Linked DNA regions of Mus musculus: regions 2 and 3 are each linked to region 1. Evidence: chromatin contacts called from public HiChIP or PLAC-seq data. All regions are on one chromosome and are shown on one strand. The core of a region is the stretch at or near the end of the contact, and the rest is flanking DNA. Distances in the headings are between cores, read along the strand shown. Region 1 overlaps Lasp1 (LIM and SH3 protein 1). Region 2 overlaps Arhgap23 (Rho GTPase activating protein 23). Region 3 has its middle 14 kb from the start of Arhgap23.

Evidence for each region. HiChIP or PLAC-seq counts read pairs in DNA pulled down with a chosen protein or histone mark.
Region 2: a contact with region 1 is called in a FOXA1 HiChIP or PLAC-seq map of pancreatic cancer cells. The contact joins two enhancer-like sites. A contact is called at or near these places in 1 of 115 datasets of contacts at active chromatin or transcription factors (pancreatic cancer cells) and 1 of 9 other capture datasets (adipose tissue).
Region 3: a FOXA1 HiChIP or PLAC-seq map of pancreatic cancer cells shows a contact between it and region 1. The contact joins two enhancer-like sites. A contact is called at or near these places in 1 of 115 datasets of contacts at active chromatin or transcription factors (pancreatic cancer cells) and 1 of 9 other capture datasets (adipose tissue).

What each region holds. Positions count from the first base shown.
Region 1 is chr11:97,819,642-97,822,362 of GRCm38.p6, forward strand. All of the region lies in intron 3 of Lasp1 (LIM and SH3 protein 1), which reads left to right. Among named protein-coding and RNA genes, the nearest start is that of B230217C12Rik, 20 kb to the right of the region's middle. Within about 2 kb of position 1,435, at least 132 of the 459 cell types and tissues checked have an H3K27ac peak or open chromatin away from gene starts, as enhancers often do. A contact at or near this core is called in adipose tissue and pancreatic cancer cells, where this site is marked.
Region 2 is chr11:97,455,947-97,458,646 of GRCm38.p6, forward strand. Arhgap23 (Rho GTPase activating protein 23) reads left to right here. Exons shown (of 19, transcript NM_021493.2): 6 at 509-652. Among named protein-coding and RNA genes, the nearest start is that of Arhgap23, 7.1 kb to the left of the region's middle. Within about 2 kb of position 1,380, at least 14 of the 459 cell types and tissues checked have an H3K27ac peak or open chromatin away from gene starts, as enhancers often do. A contact at or near this core is called in pancreatic cancer cells, where this site is marked.
Region 3 is chr11:97,434,747-97,437,446 of GRCm38.p6, forward strand. It overlaps a transcript of Arhgap23 not described here. Among named protein-coding and RNA genes, the nearest start is that of Arhgap23, 14 kb to the right of the region's middle. Within about 2 kb of position 1,260, at least 342 of the 459 cell types and tissues checked have an H3K27ac peak or open chromatin away from gene starts, as enhancers often do. A contact at or near this core is called in adipose tissue and pancreatic cancer cells, where this site is marked.

The DNA of each region.
Region 1 (2,721 bases), core at 185-2,684:
ATACTCTAATAGTCTGAGCCAGGTTTGACAATGTGTATATTCATTCAGGAATCCAAAGCCAGCCTTGTTTGCATGATAAGTTTAAGAGAAGGCTAGGATCTATCTATAGATGTCTATCTAAAGACAGACAGACAGACAAGTGTCAGGTTTTTATTTTCAAGATAGGGTTTCTCAGTGTAGCCCTGGCTGTCCTGGACCTAACTTTGTAGACCAGGCTGGCCTCGAACTCAAGGATCCGCCTGCCTCTGCCTCCCAAACCCAGGGATTAAAGGCGTGCGTCACCGCTGCTAACACTACCACCTGGCAGCCCTTATTGCCAGAACCAGCAGCCTAAAGTTGAATCTCAGATTATCACCTCTGGCTGTGTCTTCGGTGTTGTCATTGAGCACTCTGCCCCAGGGCAGGGCCTCCATGTGTAAAATGGCAGTGACCTCTCCGGTTTGCCTGTGGGACATTAGCATGCATTAGGTGTTTGCCGCTCCTGGCCTAGTGTCAGAGCTTAGCACATTTCCCTTTCCTGTCCTCTGCGAAGGGAGAGGAAGTGGAGGCAATGATTTGACCTCCACTCCTGGCTCTGCTCTGATCTTTCCTCAGCTCCTCACATCTGTGGGCCTGATGGAAAATCCAGTTGCCTTTTCAGAGGGGAATTGGCTACACAGTAAGGATCCAACACAAGTAGTTTCTGCTTGCATTTTTTGGTAGAGTGGTTTTGTTTTTTGTTTGTTTGTTTTTCGAGACAGGGTTTCTCTGTATAGCCCTGGCTGTCCTGGAACTTTCTCTGTAGACCAGGCTGGCCTCGAACTCAGAAATCCACCTGCCTCTGCCTCCTGAGTGCTGGGATTAAAGGCGTGTGCCACCACTGCCTAGCTTGTTTTTGTTTTTGACAGCTTCACTACATATCCCTACTGGCCTGCCACTTGCTATGTAGCCCAAGAGTGCCTGGAACTCAAAGAGATCCACCTGGCCTCTGCCCTGGAATAGAGGTGTGCACCTCCCCCTGCTCCCCTTGCCCCCCTTCTGAGAGAGAGAAGTGTTTTTGCTCTGTAGCACAGGCTAGCCTAGAACTTCTCAATCCTGCCCATGAGCACAGGCTAGCCTAGAACTTCTCAATCCTGCCCATGAGCACAGGCTAGCCTAGAACTTCTCAATCCTGCCCATGTCTCACTGGTCATACTGTGTGCTGCCAAGCTACTGGCTGCTTCTGCTGGATTCCAAGAGATGATGGGTCTGCTGTGGTGTGTGGCTGCTCTCAGCAGGGGTAAACGAGAGAGGGTAATCAAACCTACTCAGCTAAGGTAGATCTTCACGGATACTGGCTGTCTGGGCATCACGCCCAGTGCTGCTGTGGGAATTTCCAGAAAGGGAGGCCCTGGCAGCCCCAAGCAGGGACAGAGTCATCTGGCCAAAGTTCAGGCCCTGTTGTGGCCAAACTGATAAGAGGCTTGAGTGACCTGGCAGGTCCTGTCACAGCTGGTGAGCCATCCAAATGCAAGCACTCTTGTGTGGGGGAAGGGACAGTCTGATTGGGGGCCTCCAGGCTGCACCCCCTCCCCACACACTTCTTTAGCAAAATCGAATAATAAGATAAAAAGTTCTCAAAGAAATGTCTCCACCACTATTCTCCAGTTAAATCCAAAAACTGCTTAGATATAGGGTCATAGACTCCAGATCCAGTGGGCTTTTAGAGGCTAGCTAGCCTGTTCTCCTTCCCTACACACCAACCTCAAGAGGAGCACTGGCTTGCCTTGGAACCTGTGGCCACTCTGTGTGGCACCCAGGCTTCCCTGCCCCCGCCCACCCCACCTTCTCTGCCTCCTGTTAGTTTGAAATGGATTATCCTTTCCTAGTGAGGAGGAAGGAAAGCCTGGGAAGCAGTTGATGGCATTGCAGCATTGCCATGGTAACTGTTCCCTGGATTAAGGGCCTGACCCTTGCCAAGCCAGGAGACTGGAGGGAGCGGGGCTTGGCATTGGATCAGCACAGTCACCCTCATGTGGTGTGCAGCACAGGACTTCCGCCTCAGCACAGTTGAAACCATTGCTTTCCCATTTAACAGATGTGGAACCTGAGGCTTCAGAGGTTAAGTCCCTGGCCCAAGATAACACAGAAGGTTGGAGATTAGGCCTATCAGTCCAAGCTCCTTCTGGTCCTAGGCCCATATTTGGTGATGGGAAAATCTCCTGTCTTTTGACATGAGAGAGAGGGGGGAGGAGAGAGGAAGGGAGAGAGGGGGAGAGAAAGAGACTCAGACTCTGATCACACTGCCTCAAACTCATGCTCTTCCTGTCATTAGTCATAAGAGTATAGGCATCTGTCACCGTGTTCAGACTGTGTATGTGTGTATGTGTGTATGTGTGTATGTGTGTATGTGTGTGTGCTCACGTGTACGCGCGCATATTTTGAAACAGTCTCATGTTGTAGCCCAGGCTGGCTTCAAATATATATGTATATACATCATCTCACAGATTGTCCTCTGCCTCCCTAGTGTTGGCATTCTAGGTGTGCATTACCATCCTGGGTTTCTTGTGGCCTTGCTTTTTGTTGTTGCTGTTTTTTGTTTGGTTTGGGGTTTTTTGTTTTGTTTTGTTTTTTATTTTTGTTTCTTTGAGACAGAGTTTCTCTGTATAGATAGCCCTGGCTATCCTGAAACTCACTCTGTAGACCAGGCTGGCCTCAAACTCAGAAATCCGCCTGCCTCTGCTTCCCAAGTGCTGAGATGAA
Region 2 (2,700 bases), core at 130-2,629, 360 kb before region 1:
CAGGGCCACCTGGCACCCCTTGTCACGTCCTTGGCTTACTGAACTGTCCCTGTGCTTGCCAGCTCTGAGGCTGGATTCCTGCTGACACCATCACTTGTTATCTAACTCCTGGTGGGCTTGACTCCCTGTCATGTCGCTGCTTGGTCTTTGTTGATGTTCCCACTTCCACTGTTTACCTAACTCCTTATTGCCACAACTGCTTCCCCGTTTCCTCAATGCTTGGAGGCTGTAAAGCTGAAGGAAGGCCCAGATTGGCTCTTCCAGCATGGGGAGCCACACGTCCTGCTGGCAGGTCGAGCTCTTTCCTCCTTTCTTGCTTCTTCATGAGGTCTCATGACCTCAACACAAACAGTCCAGAGAGGACAAGCAAGCCCATGAGGTCACACAGCACATCAGAGTACAGCCCAGACACTCGCCAGGCCCTTGTGGCTGCCAGTGGTCCATGAGGCTCCTGAGATGCTGGTATTATGGGAGCCACCCTAAACTGCCTAATGTTTTCTCCCTACAGTCTCTAGATAGCTGGGGCACCTCTGAAGATGCTGATGCCCCCTCTAAACGACACTCAACCTCTGACCTCTCAGATGCAACCTTCAGTGATATCAGGAGAGAAGGCTGGTTGTATTATAAACAGATCCTCACCAAGAAGGGGAAGGTAAGGTGGGCTGAGGAAGGAGGACGGGCTGGATGGAAGCTGGCTCTGGCAGAACTTTCCAGGTCCTCTTATACCTGCTCTGAAACTGCTGGCTTCAAAATAACCAAACCAAACCAAACCAAAAAAGACCCCACTTCAGGCTTGAGCCTGAGGAGTCAAGGTGAGAGGCCAGGAAGAGCTTCTGGGGGAGGGAGATTTACTGAACCATGAAAAGGAGGTTAACCGAGAGGCGAGCCTGCTGTGGAACTACAGGGCAAGCTATGTGTGCATCCTGACCAAGCCATTCTTGAAAGACCATGAATGAGTGACGGGGCTCAGGGCAAAGGAGCAAGGGCAGGGTGAAGGAAGCAGACGCCAGTCCTCTTCAGACCTACGAGGTCCTCTGGCCACAGACTTAGTGCTCATGTGGCTTCCCGTGGTGACTTAGTGAGAAAAGCCAGGGAGAAAGAAGACCATTTAGAAGCCACCACAAGATCCAGCCAAGAGCCTTTGTGAGTGGGTGAGGAGAGGAGCAGGAAGGGGCAAATAGAACTCAGAAGGGAGGGGCTCTAACCTCTCGGGGGTGAGACTGAGCACCAGACGTGGAGCCCTGGGCTGGAGATAGAGAAAAAGGAGGCAGGGTGGCTTAGAGATTGATTCTTGACGCCTTGGCTTGTCGCTGTGAGGACTCAGAGCCTAGTGCTCATGACTCAGTGTTTATAAGGGGAGCTGACTAACACTTTCCCAAACCTGCTCCTTAGCATTTAAAAGACATGGTGTGAACAAGGGTGTACCATACTGTGTGTGGTGAGTCTAGTCTGTAATCCAAGCTATTTGGGAGGCTGAGACAGGAGGATGGGAAGTTCATAACCTGTCTAGGCTACAGAGTGGGTTCAAGGCCAGCCTTAGCAACTTACTAAAATTCTGTCTCAATAAAATGTAAAACAAGGGCTGGGGATATAGACTATTGGTAAACGTTTGTCTAGCTGGTGTGAGGGCCTGGTTTCAAACCCTAGTCTCTCTCTCTCTCTCTCTCTCTCTCTCTCTCTCTCTCTCTCTCTCTCACACACACACACACACACACACACACACGAGAAAAAAAATAGTGTTTGAGAAACTCTTACCTGACTTAAGGAAGGGCCTGGGTTCTATTCTTAGCATTGCAGAAAGAGTGGAGGAAAAGTGAGACTGGGGTCCCCACAGAGCTTGGCACTTGGGGGCTGCTGTTCTTCTATCTTCCTGCCATTACAGGAATCCCTCACAGTATTTATGGAGTCTCCAGATTCCTGGACATGCAGCCCCTTATATGAAGCAGCTTGGTGTCTGTGTGATGCTTACACATCCTCCCAGGCACTGTAACTCATCTCCGGATGACGTATCTTGCCTCATGCTATGGGAGGCTATGTAAATAGTTGTTCCTGTGGGTTGATTATGGGATTTGGAGGGAGAAAAAAAACCTCTGTACCCTTTGGTACAGATGCAGGTGTTGTTTTGTTTTGTTTTCTGAGTGCTTCTGGTCCATGTTTGGTCAAATCCATGGTTGTGGAACCTACAGAAGGCCCTGTAGGGTGGGACCTGGGAAGAATGAACTTTAAATTGCCATAGTTTGGATTTCTACACAGCCATGTGTTGTGTGCATACGACTTCAGGAGCAAACTTCGTTCCCTGAACTATAGGATGAGTCAAGAGGTTCTGTAGGCCAGGGAGCACAGAGCCCCTGCTCCTGAGGTGACTGAGGTGAGGGAGTCAGCTTGCTCAGTCCTGTCCTCTTGGGGTTGATGACCACAGAGAAAGTGCTCATTGTTCCTCAGTGACAGGTGCACTGATGGTCGCAGCACAGGGAGTTTAGGGGCTTAGCAGGGTAGGGTTTGTCTGTCTAGGAGGCTGAGATAAAGCTCCTGGGAGTCTGTAGTAGAGAGGAAGTGTATGGGAGGGAGTATCCTGGGGGAGCCCTTCACTAAGGGCTGGAGGGAGGCTGAGAGTTGTGTGCCAGGAACCAGGTTGCCTGGAGAGCCCAGAGCAGGTGGTAGAAGGTGAAATGGGAATTTGATACCTGGGGGATCTTTTCT
Region 3 (2,700 bases), core at 10-2,509, 390 kb before region 1:
AAGGGAGAGGCTGCAGTTTCTTTCTCCTGTCACTAGGGACAGATAGATGCAGGCCAGGTATTCCAGAGACCCCAGCCTGCCATGGGGCTACAAGCCCTTACTCACAGGGAGCTGCCAGAAGAGAGGACACCCAGAAGACCGAAGACAGCGCAGGGGTGTCTGGGTGGAGGGATTGTGGTGGGCCCTGACCCACACTGGCTGTGGTTGCCTTGGCAATGGCCTGGGTGTTTACTTTGTGGCTGACTCCGAGCTCCCTCTCTTCAGTAAGTGCTCATTTCCCACAGAGAGCAAAGACTCTGCCTTCAGCCCCGCCCCCTCGGCGTCAGCGACCTCCTGCTGGGCTCTCGCGTGCCAGCCTGGCATACTCCTCCTCTACTGCCACACTTGGGGTCTCATGTTGTCCATTCCCAGAGGGCCTAGAGGCCAGGTCTGTGGGCCTTCTTCCCCCTGTGAGGGAAGGGAGTGTGTCTCAGCCAATAAATGCCTCGGGTCAGCTGTGGGCGGAGCTACGGTGCCTCTGTAGGTCAGCAGTGGGAGGGGCCATGATGGCAAGTTCTGCATGTGCCTTGTCACTGTGTCTTGTGCAAGCCTAGCTGAGTAGCTACGTGGCTGGATATTAAACAGCTTGCATTTTCAAGCTCCTACTGTGTACCCTGGGTCGGTGCTGAGATTTTCATTTTTTGTTTTTGAAACGGTTATGCTATCCTCTAACTGTCCTGCTTCCTCAGTTGAAAGTACAGACAGGTACTATCACACCCTGCTAAGGCTTTCTTTTGTTGATTTAATCCTTCCAACATCCTTTGGGTGAAAGTTTGGACCCACCTTCATTTTGTGTGCTGACTCCTGTCTGCGATTGTTCCTTTCCCTCCTGGACAGATGGTGGTTGGGTGCCAGGCATGGAAAATACTCCCCTGCCCCCTACCTCAGCCTCCCTCTTCCTTGGCTATGACCCACTTTGAGAGGGGCAGGGATCACTGGTGTGTCACTGTGGTCTGAGAAGGAGAGCCCAGGTAGGGAAGACCTTTTGAGTCACCTGGTGCCAGCTGTCTGGAGCAGCCCAGGGTCCCCTGCTTCGCTGCCGATGTGATGCATGTCAGTGGAGGGGGTGGGAGCTTCAGCCTGCCTGGCCTGCTTGTCAACTTGGCCTGTTAGGGCATGTCAGAAGGGGCCTCTGCTCGATCGAAGCTGGGAACTGAGCTGTGAATGGGGCTAAAGGGTGGAGGAGGCCCAGGAGGCACTGCCCTGAAGGGAGGAGACTAGGCCAGGGGGCAGGCATTGTCTGTCACATGCTCCCATGGCTACCTTAGCCCTACCTCTGGATTTGTCACTGTGTGTGAGGTTGTGGGTGGCTACGGGTCTGTGTTTGATGGTGTGAGAGACCAGATGGATAATTCTCGGGGGTGGGGGTGGGGGCTCCTATTGGTCACCTGCGGTTCGGGGACCTAAGGTCTCGGAGGAGGTGCTGAGCAAGCAGAGGAAGGAAGAGCGGGCGGGCCTGACCTTGAGCCCTGTGACTCTGGCTTCCTGAGCTCAGGCTCAGCAGTGTATCTATCAGCTTCCCTCCTTCTGTCCCTGACCCTCGGGCTCTGGGCAGCTCTCCTCCCTGCCCCTGGTTCCTGGTGACTCTGCAGACTTCTTTTCCTCTGCTTTCAACCCTCGTCTCCTGGAGGGCTAGCCTGGGACAGCCCATTACCCATTACTGCTCTTCTTTGAAGTCCAGGCCCCTGACAGCATGTCAGGATTCCCCTTTGGGTGTGAGGACTGCCTGACCCGTGTCAATGAGAGCAGCTGGCTGGGCCAGAGTCTGGAGCTGGGGGACGCTGGAGGCACTCCTGACACAAGGGCCCTGCTGGCAGGGACTGTGCGTGCCTTAGATTTCCAAGGGGTCTCACCCTGGCCCATGGCACCACTCCACATGTGGTAGTTGAATGGATAACCCAGAAGGTAATGTCGAGGGATCTAGGGGGAGGGGGGTCAGGCCCTGGGATGCAGTCCTGGTATCACAGGGGTGAAGCCTTCTCTTTCTCCATCCTTGTCTTTAAGGGGGTTGAGGTAGGAGGGTGGAGGTAGACGTGGCGGTGCATGCTTTTCTTTCCAGCACCCAGGGGGCAGAGGCAGGTGGATCTCTGTGAATCCAAGGCTAGCCTAGTCTACAGAGTTAGTTCAAAGCCTCACCTCCTCAAAAAGGAGAACAGGGGATGGAGAGATGGCTCAGAGTACACAGTGTCTTGCAAGAAGACTTGAGTTTTATTCCCAGAACCCATGTGGGTGGCTTACAGTTGTCTATAACTTCAGCTCCATGGGAGCCGATGCCTTCTTCCGTCTTCCTGTGGGGTCTGTACTCCTGTGCATGTGAACTCACACACGTTAAAAATAATAAAAATAAATCCTTTTTAAAGGTGGGAGCCAGCTGGGCCGTGGTGGCGCACACCTTTAATCCCAGCATGTGGGAGGCAGAGGCAATCGGATTTCTGAGTTCAAGGCCAACCTGGTCTACAGAGTGAGTTCCAGGACAGCCAGGGCTACACAGAGAAACCCTGTCTCGAGAAACAAACAACAACAACAACAACAAAAGTGGGAGCCAGGTATGGTGGTACACATCTGTGACTCCAGACCTTTGAGAAGTGGAGGCAGGAGTTCAAAATCATCCTTAGCCACACAGAGAATTTAAGGCCAACCTTGAAACCATGTCTAAAACAC